Regions from separate parts of the Hordeum vulgare genome. Here region 2 is linked to region 1. Evidence: chromatin contacts called from public Hi-C data. All regions are on one chromosome and are shown on one strand. Each heading gives the region's core, a stretch centred on a gene start, on an enhancer-like site or on the middle of the called end of the contact. The rest is flanking DNA. Distances are from core to core; before and after follow the strand shown. Region 1 holds the start of LOC123444087 (tubby-like F-box protein 1). Region 2 holds the start of LOC123444090 (protein MALE DISCOVERER 1-like).

Region 1 (7,456 bases), core at 1,640-4,139:
CGACCCTCCGACCGCGGTCGGACGGTCCGATCGGAGAGGCGGGTTAGGGTTAGCCGTGTAGAGAGGTGTTGGCTATGACGAGAGGGAAACGGTGCGACCTGGCAACGCGATTTAAAACACCGAAAAGCGTCTGATAAATAACCGACAACAGTGCCGCTACGGACGACCGTTCGGGTACTAGACGGACTCCGATTGCGAGGAAAATTGGCAGGTGGCCTACCTATATCTAAATAAGGCCGCACACCAAGTTTCAACCCAATCAGAGAAAGTTTTAAACACATTTTAAAAAACAGGATTTAAACGATGCCGCGGGTGCGTGCGTGTGTGGTCGGGCTTAGAACGGACAACGACTAGAACGGAGAGACCCGGCAACTAATAACGGATGCAACTTTTGGCGGCAACGGGATGCCAATGCAATGCAGATGATGCGCATGATGCGATGATGTTGCGACAAATAAAAATAATCACACGATGAAAACAGAATAAAAGGGGAATCTTCTCGAACGTCGGTCTCGGGCTGTCACAATGTTGCAACCTCATCACTTAACCATGTCTCACCTAATAACTTAATTAGACTCGATACCTTGGGCGATGAGATTGTTTAGTCCCCGTGGCTCATAGATTACTATAACACAACATGTACAAGTACAAATGAGGTTGATCCAGATGATACATTCAGGCTCTAGTGGGAGTATGACGAGGAGCGTGGGCGTATCTACGTCACCTATCTGGACGAGTATCGGGACCCTTGGTCGGCTTCCCGGGATTAGTGGGATATATGTCATCTACATTTTATCGTTTGATTTCGTATGTATCGCCTCGCCTTGTCTCGCCTCGCCTTGCATCTCCTCGCGAGTGCCCAGAGCCGAGCCAGCCTCGGACTCGAGCTCCGCTCCACCCCCGCTGCATTGCTGCACCACCTCCGGGAACCGATCCCCTGCGCTTTCTGCACCCCCGCTGGCCCTTCTCACCCGCGGCAGCCGTCGTTGTGCTCGCTGGCATCGTCGCCAGTTTCCCTGATGCAAGGTAGAAGAAGGTTAGCCTCACTTAGGTTAGTTGAACCTGACTCGTGCCCCATATTGAGCGCATCCCCACAGCTAGCATTGTTGGTCGTCGCGCTGCGCCTCCACCCATAAGACCAGGGTTTGAATCCTGCTTGTCCCGCTTTTTTAACTTGCCTCACATTCAAAGTGTCGCCGATAGTTAGGCCCCAATGGTTAGTCCCTGCAACGTGGCACTCGGGCCACTTGTCACAATCAGCGGCTAGGACAACCCCTGGTGACCCTGTCCTTTTACTTTTTTTAATATATATATATATATATATATATATATATATATATTGATTTGTATTTTCTATTTTCTCTGGATTTTGGTATATGTGTTAATCTTGCATAAATAATTGAGACATTTTCCCCTACAGTAAAAAAAAATCCAAGGAATTTAACTGTGGGGTTATGTATGAAAATGGTGTGAAAAAATACGGTGGGGTTGTGTATAAATTTTAAGTAGGTGCTCAGTATCACCTTTTGATCATATTTTAGTTCAATGTGTAGATTCTTATCTTATTCTTGTACTCGTAAATTAGCCACCCAAATATATAGCGTTGCTGCAACCTCATCACTTAACCATGCCTCACCTAGAAACTTAATTAGACTTGATACCTTGGGCGATGAGATTGATACCTTTGGCGATGAGATTGGTGAATCCCCATGGCTCACAAATTACTACAACACAACAGGTACATATACATACGAGGTTGATCGAGATGATGCCTCCAGGCTCTAGTAAGAGTATGACGAGGAGCGTGGGCGTATCTACGTCACCTATCCAAACGAGTAGCGGGACCCTTTGGTCGGCTTCCTAAGATTAGCGAGATAGGTGTCATCTCCATTTTATGGTTTGATTTTGTCCGTAGTCGGACCTTGTTCTTCTGGATGATTGTATTTGCATGATATTGACTTAGCTTGTGACGAGTGTAAGCTAACTTCATATACCCATCTCTTTTTAAAATGCATACGCGATGATATTTGTTCTTGTGAAACAACGAGATGTGATTCTATTCGTATCGAGGCCTTGAGCCATGATTAGGATAGTACCACATCTTGAGTGTTATAGAAGGCATTATCGACTACTGTAAGGTCTCCCTGAGCGGGTGTTTGTAGAAGCGACGTTGTATGATGATGATGTCGCCATGTTGTGTTAACAACGATATTGGTGCTGCAAGGACGATGATCATGTGTCGCCACCACTGTAACAATGATCATATTGCAGGACGATGAGCCCAACATCGACCATATTGTGAACGACTGAGAAGGGACACGTGACCACTGCAACGGTGACCATGTTGCAGGGTGACGAGTGCAACATCAATGATATTGCAACACATGGCAGGTGAAAGAGACATACGCTCCATGTGAGTCTTAGTCTTGATCTACCTCTACTCCTTACATACAATAGAGCAAGCGTGTGAAAAGAGACATGTGATAGCTGCAACGTCGACCATGTTGAAGGGCGTTGAGGACAACATTGACGATTTTCCGATCGGCTAAGAGGGGACGAGGCCGCTGCATTCACATGTGAAAGTGAATTCGACGACTCACACATGATGTATGAGGTGGACATCAAGTTTACCAACTTTCCATAAAATCAGCCAGTCGACACGTAGCACGCATCCACTTTTGGATTTTGTTTGCATATGTTTATCCCGTGGCCTTGAAGGAAAAGAAAGGAAAGAGTAACTTGCACAGCGAAGAAAATTCATGTGTGTGTGTGTGATCGTTTCACCACTGTGATAATACGGAAAAGGAAAGAAATTAAAGAAAGGCCACGCACCACAGTGATGAGTGGTCACAGTACCTGTCCGCTAGATCCACTTTTCCAGACAAGTACTCCATCTTCTTCTCTCCATCGCCGAACGCGGTTTTGGTTACAGTTGGAAGAAAGAAAAGCAAAAAACCAAGGCCGACGAAAGAGGCCCGCAACCTAGTGGGGAGGCAGTACAGTGGTGGGCGGAAGATATGCCTTGCGAGGAGCCGGCGGCCGAGGGCGAGGTCTCCGAGGTGGCGGAGATGGGGGAGGAGAAGGAGGACGGGCAGCCGGAGGAGCAGGAGGAGAGGTGGGCGCGCCTGCTGCCGGAGCTCCTCTCGGAGGTGGTGCGGCGCGTCGAGGCGTCCGGCGGCGAGAGGTGGCCGGCTCGCAAGGATGTCGTCTCCTGCGCCTGCGTCTGCCGCCGGTGGCGCGAAGCCGCCGTCGCCGTCGTGCGGCCGCCCGCGGTGTCCGGAAAGATCACCTTCCCGTCCTCGCTCAAGCAGGTGAGAACGGGAGCTGCGCCTGGTGGGTTTGTGCTCTCATACCCGTCGATTGGTAGGGGTCTCTGCTTCCGGTTCCGTGTGTGGTGGTGTAGGGCTGTGGAAATCCCCATCCCAAACTTAAGTTTTTATTAAGGAGGAAACTGATGATGATTTGCTCCCTTTCGATCCGTAATTTTTCCAAAGGTTCCTCTCCGTTGAGACAGGTAGGGCATCGGATTAAGCCTGAGCGGCAAATTTCGCGCCTGCCTATACATTAGGTCCATTAGTTTTCCATTTCCATAGATGCTAAGGTTGTTTGTTGTGCGATTTGGAAGGTTGGACCTGTAAATGTAGCTGTGATGTTATTTCTCATGGCCTATTAGATTCACATGAATTCACAGGGAACAATTCAATTATTGCCGGAAATGGGATAATCTCCCGCCAATCAATGAGGCCCTTAATCGGTTCTTGTACCCTTTTTTTATTTATAAAAATGCCTTAAACCAAGTTCTCCCTGATCTTATGGCACGCCGGGCACCACACCGTCTGATCAGCCTTTTTTTTGAGAATCCACCGTCTGATCAGCCATGCAACGGTTTGTGTGCTGGGGCCATGGTGTACATCAATGACGTCAGGTGAAAGTGGGGTGCTGCTCCATGCGTCGTGCCACTGCCCGGTCGCGCTGTATGCCATCCCATAAAAGTGCACTCACGCTCTCATTCTTGGTTTGGGCGATACTAAATTTGGTGTATTTCGATGGGTGGTTTCGATTGGCGTGTCGACGATCAGAAATTTTGGCTTGTGTATTTTTGTCATCCCCCTGCAAACAGGAACTCAATTAATTGGATTTTAATGGCAAGGCTTCCGCAATGAGAAATTCCGTCTTGCCTATTTTGAGTAGCATAGGATTTGTTTGGATGGTGGCCAAAACCCACCCTACCAATAATTTGGTCATGGCTAAAAATTTGGTCTATGTTTGGATGGCTACCAATATTTTGTCATGCCAATGCTTCTCTCTCCATTTCAGTTCACTTTCTAGTCAGTGTTGGCCAATTAGGCAAGCAAAGGCTCCACCAAAAATCTGGCTAGCCAATTATTTGATACAGCCAAGCTAGGCTAAAACCAAATGTACCCATAGTTTTCTTACGTTTCTGTTGAAGCTATTTATGCGAGGGATTCCTTTGTAGTTACTTGGGGACTTGCACAGAAGTTTCTTATGCAGCATCTGTATGCCTAATCTTACAACATAATGTCAAACAGCCAGGGCCAAAGGAGTTTCCAATGCAGTGTTTTATCAAGCGGAATAAGAAGAACTCTACGTTCTACCTCTACCTTGGCTTGACAACTGGTAAGCCTATCTGATGGGTGTACTGCCTTGATTTTCTCATTCTATTTTATGTTGCGTATGCATTTGGGCCAACTCGTTATCAGTGGACCAAGGACACATTTAGCAAGAAATATATTTAAGAGTTAGCAATGGTCTAGTAAAAAAACTTCGTATTTGTATGCACGATGACACTTGATAAGCAGCAATATGCTGCATATATAGCTTTTGGATCTCAGTCAGTAAGGCTTTAATTGGAAGCGTATCACTTGTTTCTCCTAGTCGATAATGACTTTTCAATTATTATTATTTTGCATCTGCATTGTGTTTGCATGTGTTGTCTGTTCTTATACATATTCCCTTCCTGGCACTACAACTAGTAATCAACCAGCACAAATGCACCTATGTTGGGGTTTCAGGGCCATTCGCTAATTTGTATCTGTAATTCTGTATGCATTAAACTGGGGTCCTGGGGCGACAGTTGTGGACCGGATAATGGAATTGAACATGCAGAAATCCACCAAATTCTGGACTAGAATCGTTAATGTGTGTTGTGATAATGCTATATTTCAAATATAAAATAATGGATAGTGCTGCTCATTATTTGGATTGGTTAGCTCAGAAGTTCAATTCCAAGGGTTTAGTTCTGTCATGCCTATAGGACTTGAGCATCTTTTGGAGCATGAATCTGAAGGGACTCAAAGTTTTCCCCAGATCTTTGGGAGCTTGAATAGTTTTACAAGATACTAAGTTTTTTTTAGAGAAAACGCAAAAGACTTTACGTTTCATTTCATTGAACAGATAATAGTACTTGAGATCTTCCACTTGATCTTTGTAATGAAACAGATAATAGTACTTGAGATCTTCCACTTGATCTTTGTTACTATCTGTAACACTCAGGTGCATAGGCAGTAGATTGACCTGTTCATGTATTTATAGAGCACCAATTTTCTCAACCAAATCCTTACCCTCATCTGCTAAAGGATAAAGTTTGTTGTGTGGCTATGTACTATTGTTATTTTGCCCTAAATGAATAATCTTTGGTTCTACTAGTTACCATGGTCGTCCCTTACAATGCATTATACCATTCATAATATCATTTGATCATTTTCAGCATCAAATGTGCCTGATGATAATAGTTTAATACACATATTGTCCTTGTCTTGCAGCTACTGTAGATAAAGGGAAGTTTCTCATGGCCGCAAGAAGGTTTAGGCGTGGTCCTCATACTGAGTACATTATATCCCTTGATGCTGACGACTTGTCACAAGGGAGCAATGCATATATGGGGAAACTGAGGTGAGATTCTACATGGCTGCAGTCGTCTCAACCTGCCATGCTATTTTTTATGTATCCTACTAAGTGTTCAAATTGGTTGAAGCAATATATGTGGTGCAAATATGGGACCAAAAAATGGGTATTTATTTATGAAACACACCTAGGTCCACAGCGGTATAAAAGCCATTAGACAATATAGGACTTCAGAGTTCCAAACTTCCAGTTAGTACCACTTCTCCACTTTGTATTGTTCTTCATTGAATTTGAATGCTAGTAATACGATTCCGAGGTCAAAGGATGCATCATTTGCAATATTGCAAAACAAACCCTTTGACCTGGTGGCATGCCTAAGATGCCTTACTCATCCCTTTCTCACATGGAAACTAACACATCGTTGAAATTCTGTGATGGCCTGCTGAAGTATTTACATTATGTCTTAAGACCCTAAGCTCTTTATCATTGCTCTTGGGAGTGTGCAAGCTCTTACATTTCATGATTGCTTCACATTTGCTGTTTTTTATGGTCCTTATTTATTTATTTATTTATTTTTAGGTCCTGAGGATCCCTTTTTGATTTTATCTTTTTTATATTATCATTAAGGGAAAAGTCCATTTTGCTCATCCCAAGTGTCATGTTTGTCCTAAGCCCCTCAAGTTTGTGGCTTACTTAGCCCCTTGAATGTTGAATACTGAATCACTTTAACCCCCTGAAGCTGGTTTTGAAGGTGCCATTGTTCATGTTGCGGCAATGTCACTGTTTTGAGGGTATGTTTGGTTTCATGGTTTGTGTCCAAAACATAAGGGCATCTACAACTGGACTGGGCAAATTTGACCCCCTAAACGTCCGCAGGCGCGTCCAGATGCCTCCACGGACAGTGCCGGCCAGCCCTTCATTTGTCCTGTGGAACAGCCACACTCCTCATTTGTCCTCCGGTAGAACTACACCCCTCATATTCATGCAAAGCCATGCACACCCATCATATAGAACCAATTCATCACCAATTGAACAATTTGACAAAGCAAAATAAACCACAATTCAACAATTCAACCCATGGCAAAATAAAATGCAACAATTCATAAATAGATAGGCGATACATAAATGAATCAAACGCCTCCATTGTTGCGCTCGTTGATCCTCTTCTTCATGTTGATCAAACACTTCTTGCTTTCCTCATCCAAGAGGCTAGTGTCCTGCAACATGATCCTCGACTCCTTCGTTTCCCTCACAAGCCTCAACTTCTCTCTCTCTCTTGCTCAATTCCTTGCATTGTCACAGCCTTTTCAAGCTCCCATCTTGCATATTTCTCTTGCTTCTCTAAGTCTATCTTCTCTCCCTCAATGCTCAACTTCTCTTTCACCCTGTCCCAGTTGAACAACATCCTCTCCCTTTGCACATCCAAGAAGTGCTTGTACTTCTCCTCCTTGGCCGAAAAAATGCCCGTACATTTTGCTTGCTGCGCTGTCATGCACGACCCTTTGCCTCTCCCACTTGTTTCCCATCACTTGCCGGTTTCTCCTGGCATGGTTGCTTGTCCGTCTGCAAACCCCAACTAGCAAAGAAGAAT
Region 2 (7,456 bases), core at 1,480-3,979, 560 kb before region 1:
ATTCTCTAAATAATAGGAGGTAAAATCTTGGAGACGGGTTGCACGCGAAAATCTAGGATATAAACATAAGGCTATACTGTGCCAATCAGTTATCTTATATAGGAACAAACTTGCCAAAAAATCTAATCAAGCTAGCTAATGAAAGGTAGCCCCCATTTTGGACCTTCAATGCTATTGTATAAGTCAACAGTCTCACTTTATAGGTTAACAATCCCACGTCACAAAATTGAGAATACCAGCAGGAGAAGAAACCAATCACAACAACTTAGCTGTAGCCACTTGTTTGTGTTGGTGGAATGAACACGTAGTTCTAATAACCAGATTTCTGGTTGTTTTACGGCTTAGTATAAGCTTTTGAAAAGGCTTCCAGCTACCAAAAAAAAACATTTTCTGGAATGTGCGAACAATGTATCCATGGTAAATTCAAGATAGGCACTAAAAGAATCCTTAAGAATTACTCCCTATTCAGCCCAAAGAAGCACTCCTACAAATGAGTATATTTTAGGAGTACTAATTTTCCAAGAGTGTGTATTCGCCAAAGAAACCAGAGTTGGTCATTTATGTACTTATAATATTTCATTTTCCTTATTTGACCCAAAAAGTACTCCTAAAAATGAAATAATTTAGGAGTACAATTTTTTTCTAACTATACTAGAAAAAAAATACGAATGCGCTCCTAAAATCCTTCATAATATCTAGTCCGGTTGATTGAGCCTCTATGCTTGAGTCTACCTTCTCTGAATTGCTACACAAAGTGGAGACATGCTTGTCTTGGCAGTAACTCAATAGACTCAACTGATGCAAGTATGGTACTGTACTCAAGAAAGTCAAGCCACGTTAACTGTGAAGGAGAAAACAAGGAATAAACGGGGCAGTTGCCGATGCAGCATCCATTTAACAATAGATCAATACTACTAGTCTAAAACTACTCTTAAGCGAGAAAGATACAGTCAAATGGAAGACCCGTTAAAACAGAGGATGAACTAAATGCTCAGTTTTCTGATCATAATAATCACCAATGAATTACGAACTGCATTTCCATTTTCCAAACAGACTCATGAGCCAGTGGTAAACATAGAGGAGAAGAAAAACAAAGGGGAAAACATCCAACTCACAGCATCACAACCCTGTCATCGGCGCAGCGGACTCCGTTCCAACCGCAGGGGTCGGCGTCCAGCACGCTCCAGCCTGCCATGGCGCCATGCGGATCCTCCTCCACCCTCGACTGGAACTTGAGCAGCGCTGAGCCTGCACCACCAACACCAAAAGCCCCAGTCAATCGGCCACACCAGAACCCCAAGAGCTCAACCACAAAACCAAAAGCAAAAAAATGAAAAAGAGACACCGGCGGGCTGGCTGCCCGTACCTTCAAGGTTGATCGCTGAGCAGCCACGGCCGACGCAATGAAGCGCCAGCGCGAAGACGGCGCAGTAGAGCAGCGCGGCCATCTCCCACATTTCCACAGGCGCGCGGCGGCTCACATGATCCTCTTGGCGAGCCTCTTGAGCAGCCTGGAATGCATGGTCAGGCGCGAGGGACGCCCATGGCGTGGCGCGGGCGCCTACCTTTACCTTTGCTGGCACGGCAGCAGAGCCTCAGCCTCACGGCACGCTCCCGCTCCTGCAGCTGCATGCAAGAAAGACAGAGACACAAAAACAGCTCAGAAACGTGGGAGGAGGAGCTGCAGAGGAAGCTTGCATCGCTGGAAAAGCAAAGGGGCAGCTTTGGCTTTTTGCCTGGTGATTCGCCTATGCCAATTTCGCTTACGCCGCACGCGATTCGATCCGAGGAGATGGAGAAGACGGGGGGAGGAAGACGGAGGGGGGAGGGAGGGAAACAGCGGTCGTCCGTTCTTGGAGGAACAAGTAGTAGTAGCAGTAGTTGGAGAGATCAACGAGGACAACACAGCTAGAGAGAGAAATTCATACACACACACAACTCACAAGCAGTATAATATTCGCAGCAGACAACGGAAGATAATATTTAACGGAGCTCCAATCTCCCAATGTCTAAGATTGCGTTTTCTTGGGAGGAAAAATGGGGAGGAAGAATTCTGCGGCCATCTGTCAGGCGATTCCGCGCTGGGATACCAGGTTGGGATTAAAGAATTGGATAGGGCGGTCGCTGTCGAGGGCCGGGACAAGGGCTTCCGCAGCCCACGCGAGCCTCGTCGTCGCCGGCGACGGATTCGACGCCTAGCAGCATTTTAAAATCGGAAACAAATTGCAGAAATCCTTTGGTGCTCATCTCATCATCACAAATGTCAATAAAATATGCTCCAATCCCATTTGGCATTTCTATAATCACTCCCCCGAACCAATCGCAATCAGTCATGCTCGGCGACGCCAAATGCGATTGCAACAAAAATCGTCTCCTTTCTCTCTCTCGCCGAGGGCGCTTAGCATTAAACCAACCAGGTCGAGAATCTCGAAGGTTGATACGGCGAAATGCTTGTAAATAAAAATTTCAGAGGAGGGCAGCTTTTGAAAGGAAGCGGGGCGGAACGATCCTTACCCGCTTTTGTTTTCGATTTCGATTTTCGGAACAATGAGGAGGATGGTCGGCGTTCGCGGGTCGGAGGCTTGCCTCCCCTCCCCCTCCCGGGGAGATCCTCGAAGGAGGGGACGGTGACGGTGACGGTGGCCGGCGGCGGGCGAGAGAGAGAAAGAGGGGGTGGACGGAGGAGGAGACGTGCGGTGGGCCCGCGGCCGACAGGCGGGACGCGCAAAGGAAGGAGGGGCGAAAAAAAAAATTAGCTGGAAAAATGATTTTTGACGATTTTATTGATGATGCCCGGGTCCCGCCTAGCTGTCCGCCCGTATCCTTGTTTCTTTCTTTCTTTCTTTTCCATTTCTTCGCTGCCGGGATTATTATTCGCGTACTGTCTGTTTGTTGGCTCCCACGTCGTGTAGTTGCCTCTTGTCGTGCGCACCAGTCTCCAGCTTGCCTGCCTCCAACCCAGAGTGTTATCTCCATATTTGGCGACGGCAATGGAAGTACAAAGTTGCTGAGCAGGGAGCTGCGTCTCTTTTTTCCTCCATCGAAAGGGAGCTGTATCTACTGTAGATTTAGAGCAAGTCCAACGAGCCAAACGAAATGGACGCAAAATGTTCGTCATTTGTCTGTTTGGATGTCTAAAACCAACTCCAACATGTCGAGATTCGGTCCGTCTTTTGTTCATTTGTGTCCGCCGAAGTGACGGCATCCGGTCGCTTTCAAATTTTATTCAAGAATGCGTCCAGTCAACCGATCCATTTGATCCGTCAAACTTTTATGCATACAAATCTAACTAAAAAGCAATGTTGCGCATAGTTTACAACCAAAGCATCTTTTAGTTCATATAATATACTCCTTTTTTTTTAAATATAAGTCTTTTTTAAAAAATACTGCAAACTACATACGAAGCAAAATGAGTGAATCTATATTTTAAAATATGTCTATACGCATCTGTATGTAACCTATAGTGGAATCTGACTTATATTTAAAAACGGATGAAGTAATTAGTATACGACTAGAAAACTTGTAGGAATTGAGATGACATGTATTTCAAATCACATGAGTAGGAATGACAAAATAGATGCCATTTGATTCACATCATTGAGTCTAAGCTAATGTTTATTTTACTTTGAAATGTGGAGGATAGGACCTATTTAGGAACAGAAATGCATTTCTATGAACCAAAGAGCTCTAATGAAAAAATTCCTAAGAATCCAATCCTATAGAATTTCTATGAAATTCCTCCTAACCAAATGAGGCCCAAATAAATCACAAGGTTTTACACAACACTAATAAATATTTCCTCCGTCCCAAAAATCTTGTCTTAGCTTTGTCTAGAAATGAATGTATCTAAATACTAGAACTTGGCAAGATACATTCATACCTAAACAAATCTAAGACGAGATTTTGGGATAGAGGGAGTATTTTACAATTAAATTTAAATTGTCACAAATATATTGAAAGAAAAAGAGTCGATACATCTCTTGGTTGCCAAGGTGAGTATACATGTACTCAACCATATCATTTTAGAGTTGAATGTGAGTTGTCAAATCATGCATTTCATGATGAAATTGGATGAACTGTGCGAACGTTGTAGGTCCATGATCAGACACGACATTCTCACCCTGAAATTAAAACCGTTGGTCAAATGGTTTCACCACGCTCATACTCTATGATCATGTTGTGCATGACCACACAACCATTCATCACCATCCACATCTTATGTTGGCCCCAGTTTCTAGCGGAGGGACGAACGATGGCCCATCGAGATTGAAGCACACCAAAAACGTGCTCCCCATCCTTCCTAGCACTCAATTATGCTTGGCCAAACCTAGCCCTCTTCTCTCCGATCAAATTGGAGATTGTCTTCACAAGAGCTGAGTACTAAGGATAGATACCATCTTGTAGCTAGTATCCCTTGTTGCGTGGTGTCCATTGATTTCAAAGTTGACCTCCTGATAGTTGCCTTATCCAAGCCTTCCGAACACCGTAGTGCGATGAAGCATGTTGGTGTCATTGTGACAAATTCAGAGATCTTATGAAGTCTCAACTTCAAGTATGATAGTGCAAGCTTTAACATGGCCCTTATATTGTCCCTGTGAGAGATCGATAGAAGAGGTGTATAGAGGAGGGGTGAATAGACTACTTGCATAATTAAAATCCTAGCCTTTTCCTAATTTAATGCTTCCAGATTTTAGCGATTCTAACAAGTCTAGTGCACCCTACACATGCTAGTTAACAAGTATGGCAGCGAAAAGTAAAGATTTGCACATGTAGTAAGGAGTAGATTTTAGGAAGATCAAACACGAAGAAGTTGACACGGCGATTTTTGGCATGGTTCCGATAGGTGGCGCTATCGTACATCCATGTTAGTGGAGACTTCAACCCACGGAGGGTAACGACTGCGAGAGGCCACGCAGAGCTCCACCCACAAGGGGTCCACGAAGAAGCGGCCTTGTCTATTTCACCACGGCTTCCATCCACACAGGACTAGCCTCACTCATGATAGATCTTCATGAAGTAGACTGTCTCCTTGCCTGTACAAACATCTTGGTTGAACTCCACAACACGAAGTAGGAGGCTCCCAAGGGACACGTAACTAATCTAGAAGGCACCACCCTCCAAAAGGTAATAGATGTGGTAGAACGATGAACTCCTTGCTCTTGTGCTTCTAAAGATTGTCTCCTCAACACTCAATCACTCTTTCTCAGATTTGGCATGGGTAGGAGAGATTGATCTTGTGGAAAGCAACTTGGGGAGGCTAGAAATCCATGTTCAAATGGTTGGAATGGAATCTTTTGATCTCAACACATGAGTAGGTCGCTCTCTCTCAGAAAAATGGATGTGGCAAGTGTAAGTGTGTTCTGAGTGCTTCCTATACGAATGAGAGGTAGGTGGAGGGGTATATATAGGCATCTCCCAAAATCCAATTGTTACAACATTATTGCTCAACTCGGTGACACCGAAATGTTAATCTCGGTGGTACCGAGTTGCACTAAATGTGGCAACTTTGAATTCTCGGTGAGACTGATATAGGAATCTCGATGGTACCGATACGATGACCTAGACTGGTTTCCAAACTCGGTGAGACCGAATTCAAACTTGGAAATTCTGAAACTTGAAGTTAGCTCAACAAAATGTTGGTCACCCAATCTCGGTGGCACCGATAGGAATGTTGGTTGTACCGAGATGGTGGGATTGGCATAGGATCTGTCTAAGTGTAATGTCGGTATAGTCAAGTGAGAAATGTTGGTGGTGCCGATTTTGCATATTTGGCTTGGGACAAATATATTTTGTGGGAAAGTGGATGAGAATTTTCGGTGGCTATCTCTAAGCACTTGAGCAACCAATTCATAATAATACCTCATCCCCTTTTAATAGTATTGGCTTTCCTATGGACTCAAAGTGATTTCTCACAAATGTAAAACAAAGAGTCTTGTTGCTTGAAGCTTGAGCCAATCCTATTTCTTTCTTCATCAAAGGGGCTTCTCCTCACAATCCTTTAGCCAAAGCTCTATCTAGACTATACCTGAAATATACTAGGTACAAGTGTTGGTACAAGACACAATGTATGTTGTCATGAATTATCAAAACCACAAAGGGAGCATATGTGCTTTCATCCTACCAAGCAAATGGACAGTTCTTCCACTTCAAGTGCATACAATGTATGCTTCCAAGCATTTTCGGAAAGCCCCTCTCTTCATTGATCGCCAACAACTGGATTGTATCCACAATATTTGGCTCTCTTAAGTACTCCATGCCAAACACTGCTAGACTCGCAAAACTGGTGCAATGATGTAATATATGTGGAGTCAATCATGCAGACATACTCATCCACAAGATCACTAGAATTTCCGTATGCAAGCATCCGAATAGTCCTAATGCATTTTTGATAAGACGAGAAGCCAACCTTTCCAAGGGCATCTTCCTTGCATCTAAAGAATGTTGGAAATATGCCCTAGAGGCAATAATAAAATGGTTATTATTATATTTCCTAGTTCATGATAATTGTCCATTATTTATGCTATAATTGTATTAACTGGAAACCGTAATACATGTGTGAATATATAGATCACAATGTGTCCCTAGTGAGCCTATAGTTGGTTAGCTCGTTGGTCAATAGATAATCATGGTTTCCTCATCATGGACATTGGATGTCACTGATAGCGGGATCACATCATTAGGAGAATGATGTGATGGACAAGACCCAATCCTAAGCATAGCACTAGATCGTGTTGTTCGTCTGCTAAAGCTTTTCTAATGTCAAGTATCATTTCCTTAGACCATGAGATTGTGCAACTCCCGGATACCATAGGAGTACTTTGGGTGTATCAAACGTCACGACGTAACTGGGTGAATATAAAGGTGCACTACAGGTATCTCCGAAAGTGTCTGTTGGGTTGTACGAATCGAGACTAGGACTTGTCACTCCGTGTGACGAAGAGGTATCTCTGGGCACACTCGGTAATACATCATCGTAATGAGCTCAATGTGACTAAGGAGTTATCCACAGGATGATGTGTTACGGAACGAGTAAAGAGACTTTCCTGTAACGAGATTGAACAAGGTATAGGGATACCGACGGTTGAATCTCGGGCAAGTATCATACCAGTAGACAAAGGGAATTGCGTACGGGATTGATTGAATCCCCGACATCGTGGTTCGTCCGATGAGATCATCGTGGAACATATGGGAGCCAACATGGATATCCAGACCCCGTTGTTGGTTATTGATCGGAGAGGTGTCTCGGTCATGTATGCATGGTTCCCGAACCCGTAGGGTCTACACACTTAAGGTTCGATGACACTAGGGTTATTATGCGAATAGTATGTGTGGTTACTGAAAGTTGTTCAGAGTCCCGGGTGAGATCCCGAACGTCACGAGGAGTTCCGAAATGGTCCGGAGGTAAAGATTCATATATAGGAAGTGGAGTTTTAATCGCCGAAAGAGTTTCGGAGAT

Evidence for each region. Hi-C and Micro-C count contacts between places; a contact is called where the count stands out from the background.
Region 2: a contact with region 1 is called in a Hi-C map of seedling, with 4 times the contacts expected there. The contact joins the promoter of LOC123444090 here to the promoter of LOC123444087 in region 1. A contact is called at or near these places in 3 of 6 Hi-C or Micro-C datasets (leaf and seedling) and 1 of 1 datasets of contacts at active chromatin or transcription factors (embryo).

The regions. Positions count from the first base shown.
Region 1 is chr3H:426,362,653-426,370,108 of MorexV3_pseudomolecules_assembly, reverse strand. LOC123444087 (tubby-like F-box protein 1) reads left to right here and starts at 2,889. Exons shown (of 4, transcript XM_045120701.1): 1 at 2,889-3,311; 2 at 4,551-4,638; 3 at 5,784-5,913. The coding sequence starts at 3,018.
Region 2 is chr3H:426,919,557-426,927,012 of MorexV3_pseudomolecules_assembly, reverse strand. It overlaps LOC123444090 (protein MALE DISCOVERER 1-like), which reads right to left and starts at 2,729. Exons shown (of 13, transcript XM_045120705.1): 1 at 2,515-2,729; 2 at 1,367-1,626; 3 at 1,116-1,248. The coding sequence starts at 1,457.